2 separate regions of the Mus musculus genome follow, and region 2 is linked to region 1. A link is a contact called in public promoter capture Hi-C data. All regions are on one chromosome and are shown on one strand. The core of a region is the stretch at or near the end of the contact, and the rest is flanking DNA. Distances in the headings are between cores, read along the strand shown. Region 1 holds the start of Smpdl3a (sphingomyelin phosphodiesterase, acid-like 3A). Region 2 holds the start of Ccdc138 (coiled-coil domain containing 138).

Region 1 (4,598 bases), core at 1,451-3,950:
TTTATGTTTCTGCATCAAGCTCCATCTTGAGTTCTTGACCTGACTTCTCTTAATGATGGACTATAATCTAGAAAAGAAAACTTTACCTTCTATAGTGGTTTTAATATTAATAGCCCCCATAAATTCATAATGCTTATAAAGTGGCACTATTTGGAAGGATTAGAAGGTGTGGTCTTGTTGGATGAAGTGTGTCATTGTGGGTGGGCTTTGAGGTTTCAGAAGCCCAAGCCAGATCCAGCTGCTCTCTCTGTTCATGTTGCCCGCAGATACAGATGTAGAATTCTCAGCTACTTCTTTGGTAGCATTTCTACATGCACACTTGATGAGAATGGACTAAATTTCTGAAACTATAAGCAAACACCAGTGAAATGTTTTCTGTTATATGTGTTGCCATTGCCTCGATGTCTCTTCACAACAATAAAACTAGTTTCATGGTTCATTACAACAGAGATGAACCACTGACAGTCATCAAAATTTATTTACTTATTTATTTATTTATTTTTGGGGCTTTTATCTCACATTTTCCCTGGTTCAGATAAAGACAAATGCATGGGGGCTGAAGACCTACAGGAGTAGGCTTACACTGCAGGTATATCAGCGTGTGGAACACTGAAGCCTTGAGCTTCTTCTTAGTGAGTAGAAAGGAGGCTGTGGCTTCCATTGCTCACTTAAAACATTATCAGTTTATGTTCTCAAGCATTTTAAAGGTTTCACAATGTGTGTGCTTCATATTTTGTCTTAACTGAAGTTATTTCACAACCAATTTACTTCCTATAACATGTCTTAGAAGTTGAAAAATAATGTTTGACAAGGCAAGACACTGCAGATGTTCCTCTATCTTGTATTCTTACTGAGGCCATTTCAGGCTTAACTAGAATTTGATCTCTTTAATGGAGAATCCACTGGGAATTTACCCGACTCTATTGTAGGACCAAAGGCCAAGATGCTGCAGCTAACTTATCGCTTCTGCTAAACAGCTTGCTTGTGCAAACCTACCTCTGCCAATGCAAAGTGAGATACCAGGATATGGTTTTTCTCTTTAAAAGACTTGCTCTGAATAAGCTTACATCCCGAACACTTGAACATAGTTCCAGCCAGCTGGCTTGCAATCGGCTCTCAACTGTGTCTGAATGATCATCTCTGGTTGGATCACAGTTATAATGAGCAAAACTGGTATTCTGATCATTAGTTCACTTTCTTTTAAAATGTTCAAGCTCTTGCTATCTTGCTGATCCATTTCTGCATTTCAAGCTCACCACCATTTCCCGGCTTTACTTTCCCTGTACTCTTTAGACTGTAGACTGAGAAATTGCAGAAGTGACCATGTCTGTTGCAGGGAAGCATGCATGGTTCTTGAACTGCTCTGAATCACCCCAATGATGTAGCAAAACTTGGAGGAGTCTACCAGGATCTGAAAGGAAACTTAGTGTCCATTAAAAAAAATTTATTCACAAGATATAATGTCTAAATCATGCAGATATAAAACAAAGTTTTTTTCCTCTGATGGAAAATAAATATATTTGTAAAATATAATGGTAAAAGTACCTAAAGAAAATACAAAAATAATGTATCCTAAGCCAAATATGTGTGATCCTAGGCTAAGAACACAGATCCTGGTTTCTCTAAATGACTGTTTCAACATGGAATAGGTTACAGAAACTTACAGTTATAGAACAAAGAAAATAATAAATCAATACACTTACCAGATATGTTCCTATTACAAAGAATGTAAATCTAAGTAGGTAAACTATAAAGTTTCAATGTAGTATTCTTAATTCTATAGTTGGAGGATATTGAAAAACCATTTAAGCTTAGTGACAGAGATACTCTTTTAATCATGAAAATGGTATGCTAGATACACAAATTAAGGCATTTGAGTATTAAAGAGGCCATGGTATCCCAAGACAATGTGGGTGTCCACCTAAAACACCCATCTTCCCATAATAAGTACCTTGAACTCAGCTAAAGCATAGTATTTTGTCAGGACCTTTTAACACAGCACGGCTTCCTCAAGACGCCACAGCTCACATCTTTTATGAGGTCAGCATCTCTCAAAGGTTTGCTCTTCTCCAAAGACACCCTACGTTTTATAAATTAAAGTTGTTGGCTATATTATAAAGAGAGCGCATTCTCATAAATTCCTAGAGAGAGAACAAAGAATACATATTACACACAGTCTGTGGGTTTTGGTGTCTTTGCCAATACTTATAAAACTTTTGGAATAGAAAAATCAACAGTCTCTATTTGTATTTACCAGGTAGGTTGCATGAGGACGTGCTTAACTCAGTTGTGGAAAGGAAAACGTTCAGCCTGGTGAACCTGGGACATAGTTTGCCGACTCCACCTATCTATCACCTTGGAGTACTATGAAGCCACACATGGCCAGCCCAGCTAATCTGTTCATTTATCAGCGGTGGCCTGAGGCTTGGGAGTTTACATTTCTGTCATAAATCCCAGGTAGCGAAACCATTGAGGAAATCCAAACCCATTCTTGTACTCGTTTGTCTTAACTATGATTCAGGGTTCTCCTGCCTTTTCAAGTACCTCTGCTAAATGGCCCTGTCAGGTAGGCGCTCCTGGGGTTCAGGGAAGGAAACAATACGGGGTTGGAGCAAGAACATTGTTTCCCATTGACCTAAGAAATTAAGGAAGCATATTAAAATAAAGGAGTCCAGAAGGTCAGAAGAACTCGTGCTCAGGGGAATCTAATATTACACGTGATCTGCTTGCTGGGCGTCAACACAAGGAAAGGCTCTGGCTTCCTCTCCACCCCTAGGGCCTGCGGGTCTCAGCGGCGCCCAAGCTCCAGTCTAGCGTCCTGGGGCAGTGGCCTCCACCATGGCGTTGCTGGGCAACTTCCTTTGCTGCCTACTGGTTGCCTGGCTCTGCGGCCCGGGGCTCGGGGTGCCCCTGGCGCCGGCGGATCGCGCCCCAGCTGTGGGTGAGTGGACCGATCGGGACTGCACAGGACGGTGGAGGGGGTCGGCGAAGTCATGAAGGTGCCGGGTGCGTAGGCAGCGGGGCACAGGACGCCGCCACACTGGTCACTGTGGCCAAAGGCCAGACAGCAAGGTCACTGGGTCTGAGTCATGGTGGGGGCGCCCCGTGGGCGCCAGTATGGAGCCGAGCCGCCTGCTGGGCGTTTGTTTACATCCCGGGTCTGGGTGGTTTAGTTCCCAGGGGAGGAAAGTCTGAAGCTGTTGTCTGGTGGGAAATGCCGCTCAGAATTGGCTGTGGGCATTCCCGGAGTCACCTAGTCTGCCCAGAGCAGAGGAGGACCTACAGGGTCCCTACACCTGGATGTAGCTTCAGTCCTATTCTGTTCTGCTCAGTGACGTCGGAGCCTAATTCTGCCTCTTCAGGTCTCCGAGGCGTCTGGTCTCTTTCGTTCTTAACATAAAACCCCTGAGCCCTTCCGCAGCCCTTGGTGCACTTGGGGTCTTGCGTTTGTGGTGTGTTCTGTTTACCGGGAGCCTATTACTCTGTTTCTGCAATCTTGGCCTGCCCTGCCCTGCCCTGCCCCCTCAGTCTCCTTCCACCCAGCAGTAGCAGCTGCCAAACTTGGTGGGAAAAAAAAAAATCGGTAAGTTAAGCCCCACTCCAAAATTACTGGATCCAGACCGGTGGGAATGGATTCCTGGGCACAGTTTAACACTCTTCATCCCTCTCAAATTAGAAAATCCCCGTCCAGACTGAATGTTTAGTAAGACTGTAGGTTGCCTTCTGGGTTTTAAAACTTAAGGTGACGCTCCCCTCCCCCATCTCCCTAGCTCCGTTTAAAAATAATTGCTCTAGTTGGGGGGTTTGTTTTGATTTGCAGAGAGAGCTATCCTTGAGACTTTCACCTGTGCTCAGAACTGAAACTCTCCTGCTGTCTGCCTCCTCTCCATGCCTGCCTCTGATCTGCACAGGACTTCCCTGAATGGGGTCCAGGGAATCCCTTCTCCTTGCTTATGAGTGAAGTACACCTGACTTAGCTGTCAAGCTTTTGCAAGCCACAGCTGTATGTCCGGTTTGTCAACTCTGGCAAATAACACCTGTAACAGAAATAGCCCCCAGAATGTGTACATATGTGGCTGCCTCGTGTTTTTATATTGCTGGAATTGTGCTATTTTAAATTTGTGACTGCTCCGGATTTTGACCTGGAAATGTCTCAGGCTGCACCACAGGTAAATTCGCCTTTGGTTTTAATGAATTAATTGCTGAAAGAAGTCATAAAACTTTGCCCGTGATCATGTGACTCTCCTTCTGATACCTTCCTGTTTTGGTAGCGGGAGGGAGAGAGAATAACCAGACCTGTTGACTCTGGTTTCACATTGCATGGATTATTTTACCTGCTTTCCACTTGACTAGAAGGCCTCTCTCCCCCTGGCCCCTTTGCACTTCCCTCCACAACTTCCACCCAGCCTGGCCTCTGCTTGTTTCCTAACTGTGTTTAAGTTCCCAGTCTTAGTTTTCCCCCTTGCCAAGTCCATGTGACTAGAGGACCACCACCCTGGGTGTTTGGCTTCATTTTTAAAAGATTTAGTAGGCTGTCACCTGCTGGTGTACTTAGCACACAGCAACTGACTTTATAAACAGATCAACCAACGCCCACT
Region 2 (4,598 bases), core at 984-3,483, 700 kb after region 1:
GTTGCAAATACTTTTAAGAGACATTATTTCAAAACATTAAGGCTATTAAAGACATTTTTTTAAAGATTTATTATATATACAGCATTCTGCCTGAATGTATGTCTGCAGGCCAGAAGAGGGCACCAGATCGCATTATAGATGGTTATGAGCCACCATGTGGTTGCTGGGAATTGAACTTAGGACCTCCAGAAGAGCAGTCAATGCCCTTAACCTCTGAGCCATCTCCAGCCCAAAGACCTTTCAAAAACGTGACAAAATGGCAGGTTAAACTAACTATTGCTATTTATTTATAGTAGAGGTGTTTACAACTTGATGAGTTACCAAAGGTTGTGAGCCACCATTTGGGTGCTGGGAATGGAACTCGACTCCCCCAGGAAGAACTAAAAAGAATCTAGTTAGACCATACAATTTTCTATTATCCAAATGTAAGTATCGAGTCATTTCTGTTTTCTTGTCTAATGTTCTTAATGGCTGAGCTATCCAGCTCTAACAAAGAAGTTTAAAAATAAGCTTGTGGCATTTTATATGATGCTTGATATATAAGAACAATGTGATCTGTTGTTTATTCACTGATGATGGTATAAACTCACATTGATAGGTTTTAAGCTCATTAAAATCTACCCCCAAGCCGGGCGGTGGTGGCACACGCCTTTAATCCCAGCACTCAGGAGGCAGAGGCAGGCGGATTTCTGAGTCTACAAAGTGAGTTCCAGGACTGCCAGGGCTACACAGAGAAACCCTGTCTCGGGGAAAAAAAAAAAAATAAAAAAAACAAAAAATCCAAAAAAAAAATCTACCCTGAAAACCAAAATAAAACAATTACACAGTTTAGGTGGTAGGTTTTTTTTTGTTTGTTTGTTTTAAATATTTATTATATGTAAATACACTGTAGCTGTCTTCAGACACTCCAGAAGAGGGCATCAGATTTCGTTACAGATGGTTGTGAGCCACCATGTGGTTGCTGGGATTTGAAGTCAGGACCTTAGGAAGAGCAGTCTTAACCTTGCTGAGCCATCTCACCAGCCCCTAGGTGGTAGTTTTTAGCAAAAAGTATTTTAAAAAAAGATTACTTTACATATAGGAGTACACTGTAGCTGTCTTCATATAAACCAGAAAGAGGGCATCAGATCCCATTACAGATGGTTGTGAGCCACTATGTGGTTACTGGGAATTGAACTGGGGACCTCTGGAAGAGCAGTCAGTGCTCTTAACCACTGAGCCATCTCTCCAGCTGGCAAAAAAGTATTCTTTAGGCAATGTTTTTATAGTGAGTTTTTTGTCTATTGCTAAAGTATCAACTTCTGTAAGTTAAAAAGTTATCCAGAGAATTTAGGGGCTGCTACAACACATGTCTACTATTTCTCAGTGTTAGTGTATCTCAAAGAAAAACTGAACAGGTAGGAGCTTGTGTGATAAGTTGAACACACCAAGTACTATGTGCTGTTGCATAGCTGGGAAAGAGGTTTCTGTGTTTTAAACGAACATTTTTTCATTTTATGAGGCAGATCACCCGGTAGTTGAGGCAGTTAATTGCCCCAACTGCTTATGACCCTGTAGCCCAGGCTGGCCTCCAGCCTCCACCTTCCCTGCCTATATTCGATTATTTTTGTACCACCTATGGAAACTGGCAAAGGAGTATAATCAGCAGTTAATGCGCTTAGCGCTCAGACATGTCCTGATTTTTCTGTGATTGTAAATCACTTTTGATGAAGAGACCCTGTTTAGTCTAATTTTATGTAGTGCACAGTAAAATTTACCCTGTAGTCCCTGTGGTCTCCAGCCTTGGGGAGCATTCTGGCTCTCTGCTGTGGAGAAGTTATTCGCCTTCCTGCTGGCCGAGCCAGCGCTCTCAAGGGAATCTTTCTTCTCTTCTCCCCCTCCCCCTCTCCCTCTCCCTCCTTTTTTTTTCCTTTTGGTTTTTCGAGACAGGGTTTTTCTGTGTAGCCCTGGCTGTCCTGGAACTCACTCTGTAGACCAGGCTGGCCTCGAACTCAGAAATCCGCCTGCCTCTGCCTCCCAAGTGCTGGGATTAAAGGCGTGGGCTACCACTGCCCGGCAGAACTCACCTTTTTCATGCTTCACATTTATGGCGGGTAAAAGACTTGGAACTGAGAAACTCTAAGGGGCAACCGAGAACTGGGTTGTAGTGTATCCTCCTACCGGCTTCCGGCGTCCTCGGGGGGCGGAGCCAGGCGTCGTGACGTACTGCCCGCCCTGACGTGACTGTGAACCCGGTTTCCCGGGCGACCGCAGTCAGAGACTCACCATGGAGCGCAGGGTGGTCAAGCCACCGGGACAGGATATGGTAGTGGAGCGTCTCAAAAGCCGCTACGGCCTGGCGGGAAGGTGCCCCGTGGAGGTGAGATGGGTGGAAGCCGCGGTGGGCTCTGCTGGGCGGCCGCGGGAGGTCGCTAGCCCTGCCTTCCTCGGGGAGGCTCACTAGAGAGTTCCCGCCCTCGGGGAAACCGCCTCGACGGACGGGGCGTGGCTTTGGTCCTGGTAACCAATGCTGGCGGTGACCAAAGTGCAGCAGGCACGGAAGACACTGTAGTTCCTTCTGGAAAGCATCTTACTCCGAAGTAATTGCAAACTTACAGAAAAGTTGTGGCGATGTGCATTCTTGTAGTCCTCCCTTGAGAGCGCCATTCACCAGGAGAGTCTTGCCATTTTTGAGGCGGGGCCCCCACTGAGGTCTTTGCTAATATCTTGTGAGAGGTCGGCCAGATCACATCTTCGATGAATCCTGGAAGAACAGAAGCGGGAGACCAATTACATACCTCAGTTTGCACGACCAGATTCGGTTTTTTTTTTTAAATCCTCACCCTCTGATAACAGAGTTAGGTGTTTACAGTTCAGCTGAGAAGCCTGCTTGACAGCCCAGCATGGTCAAGGTTATATAAAGCATAACAATGTTGTCTTCAAAAAAATCATCTGAGGTATGGGAACATCATTTACCCTGACTTCTCCAGAAGGTGAGCAAGGTCGCAGGCATTCCTCTGTTCCTTCCCACATTTGCTGGCTTTCCAAAACCCCTTCTTGAGAAATAGCAATATTTCCCAATGTTCCGGTGACCATGACACAAATTCATTCTATCCTCACATAACCTTAATTGAGACTCCAACACATACTCCTCTAGCTTGCTTTTCCTGTGAAGCACATTCTCTTTTAAAGCCTTATTGATATTTTCCAAGAAATTTAGTATTGTGATAATAAACAGGATAGTGTATAGTTTGTACACAGATTACCACAATGATAAAGCATACCCTGGTGCAGATACTACCTGGGGTCCGAACATTACATTTGATTGTGTGTGGTTGCCTTTAATCTACAACAGATGTCCACACCTAGTTTCTTGTAACATTAGTGCTTGCACAAGGTGGAAGACGTGTGTATTAGAATGTCTCTCAGTTTGAGTTTGTCTAACGGATAGCTTCTGATTTGATTCTGGTTTTGTATTCTTGGCAGGAAAACGACATGACTGGTGTGTGGGCTGCTCTGATGAATCAACAGGTACATGCTGTTTGTCTAATTAGTGATGCTGATCTTGGGTTGAGTGGTGCCCCTAGGTTTGTCCATGCTAACCTTTGTAATTATGGAAAAGTATTTTAAGAGAATAGGTCTTAGTGTTTAACTTAAGTGTATCTTTCTCCTCACCTAGCATGAACTTTCAGATTTTGACCAGACTAAATATAAAAGAAGAATTGTGACCTCCCCAGGTAAGCCAAAAGAAAATTTTGTATATTTGAGTATTTTAACAAATTTAACTTGAGAGAGATTTATAGAAATGTTTAGACCTAGGCTTATTGTTACTCATTTTTCATTAAAAAAAATATTCAGTCTGATAATCACCTAATTGTGAATTTAGAGTTGAATGTGTGAGATGTCTTCTAAAACTAAATTTATCGAGGGATTTTGGTGTGTGTGTGAGATGTAATTTATAATATGCGTGCCTTTTACTTTTCTTTTGTGGTACTGGGAGTCGAATCTAGACTATTAATCAGTTCTGAGGAAGTTGATCAGTGCTTAGCAAGTGCTCAGTCACTAAACCATGTCCCCAGCTGGTATGTTTGCTTTTGAAAAATGTTAAAAAAAATTGTACAGAATATACTGCACGGAAAATACTAGTAAGTTTTATTTAGGCAAGAAAGAATGTACCAGCCGGGCAGTGGTGGCGCACATCTTTAATCCCAGCACTTGGGAGACAGAGGCAGGCGGATTTCAGAGTTTGTGGCCAGCCTGGTCTACAGAGCAAGTTCCAGGACAGCCAGTGCTACACAGAGAAACCCTGTCTTGAAAAAACAAAACAAAACAAAACAAAAAAAGAATATACCAGAATGAAAAATAAAGGGAAAATTTATCAAGTTGGCTTGTAATGTTTTTTGATAAGCTGAAACATTTTATGGTAATAAGTATTAAAAATTAATTCATTAACTTGTTAATACTTCAGAGCTAATATTTATTAGTTAAACATAATAATCATTAAACTTTGGTAGTTGCAGCATGAATAGTGTCTTTAACTTCATCAAGATATGGGAGTTGGGACTGAGAACTGGCTGGGACCTGAGCTGAGTCTGAGGACTGAATGGAAACTGGCTGGG

Evidence for each region. Promoter capture Hi-C pulls out the DNA fragments that hold promoters and counts their contacts.
Region 2: a promoter capture Hi-C map of hematopoietic stem and progenitor cells shows a contact between it and region 1. The contact joins the promoter of Ccdc138 here to the promoter of Smpdl3a in region 1. A contact is called at or near these places in 6 of 39 promoter capture datasets (cranial neural crest, embryonic stem cells, hematopoietic stem and progenitor cells and 3 more), 4 of 115 datasets of contacts at active chromatin or transcription factors (astrocytes, bone marrow-derived macrophages, stem cell-derived neural progenitor cells and 1 more) and 1 of 9 other capture datasets (liver).

The regions. Positions count from the first base shown.
Region 1 is chr10:57,791,844-57,796,441 of GRCm38.p6, forward strand. It overlaps Smpdl3a (sphingomyelin phosphodiesterase, acid-like 3A), which reads left to right and starts at 2,701. Exons shown (of 8, transcript NM_020561.2): 1 at 2,701-2,941. The coding sequence starts at 2,839.
Region 2 is chr10:58,495,704-58,500,301 of GRCm38.p6, forward strand. Ccdc138 (coiled-coil domain containing 138) reads left to right here and starts at 2,234. Exons shown (of 16, transcript NM_001162956.1): 1 at 2,234-2,359; 2 at 3,466-3,510; 3 at 3,659-3,716. The coding sequence starts at 2,267.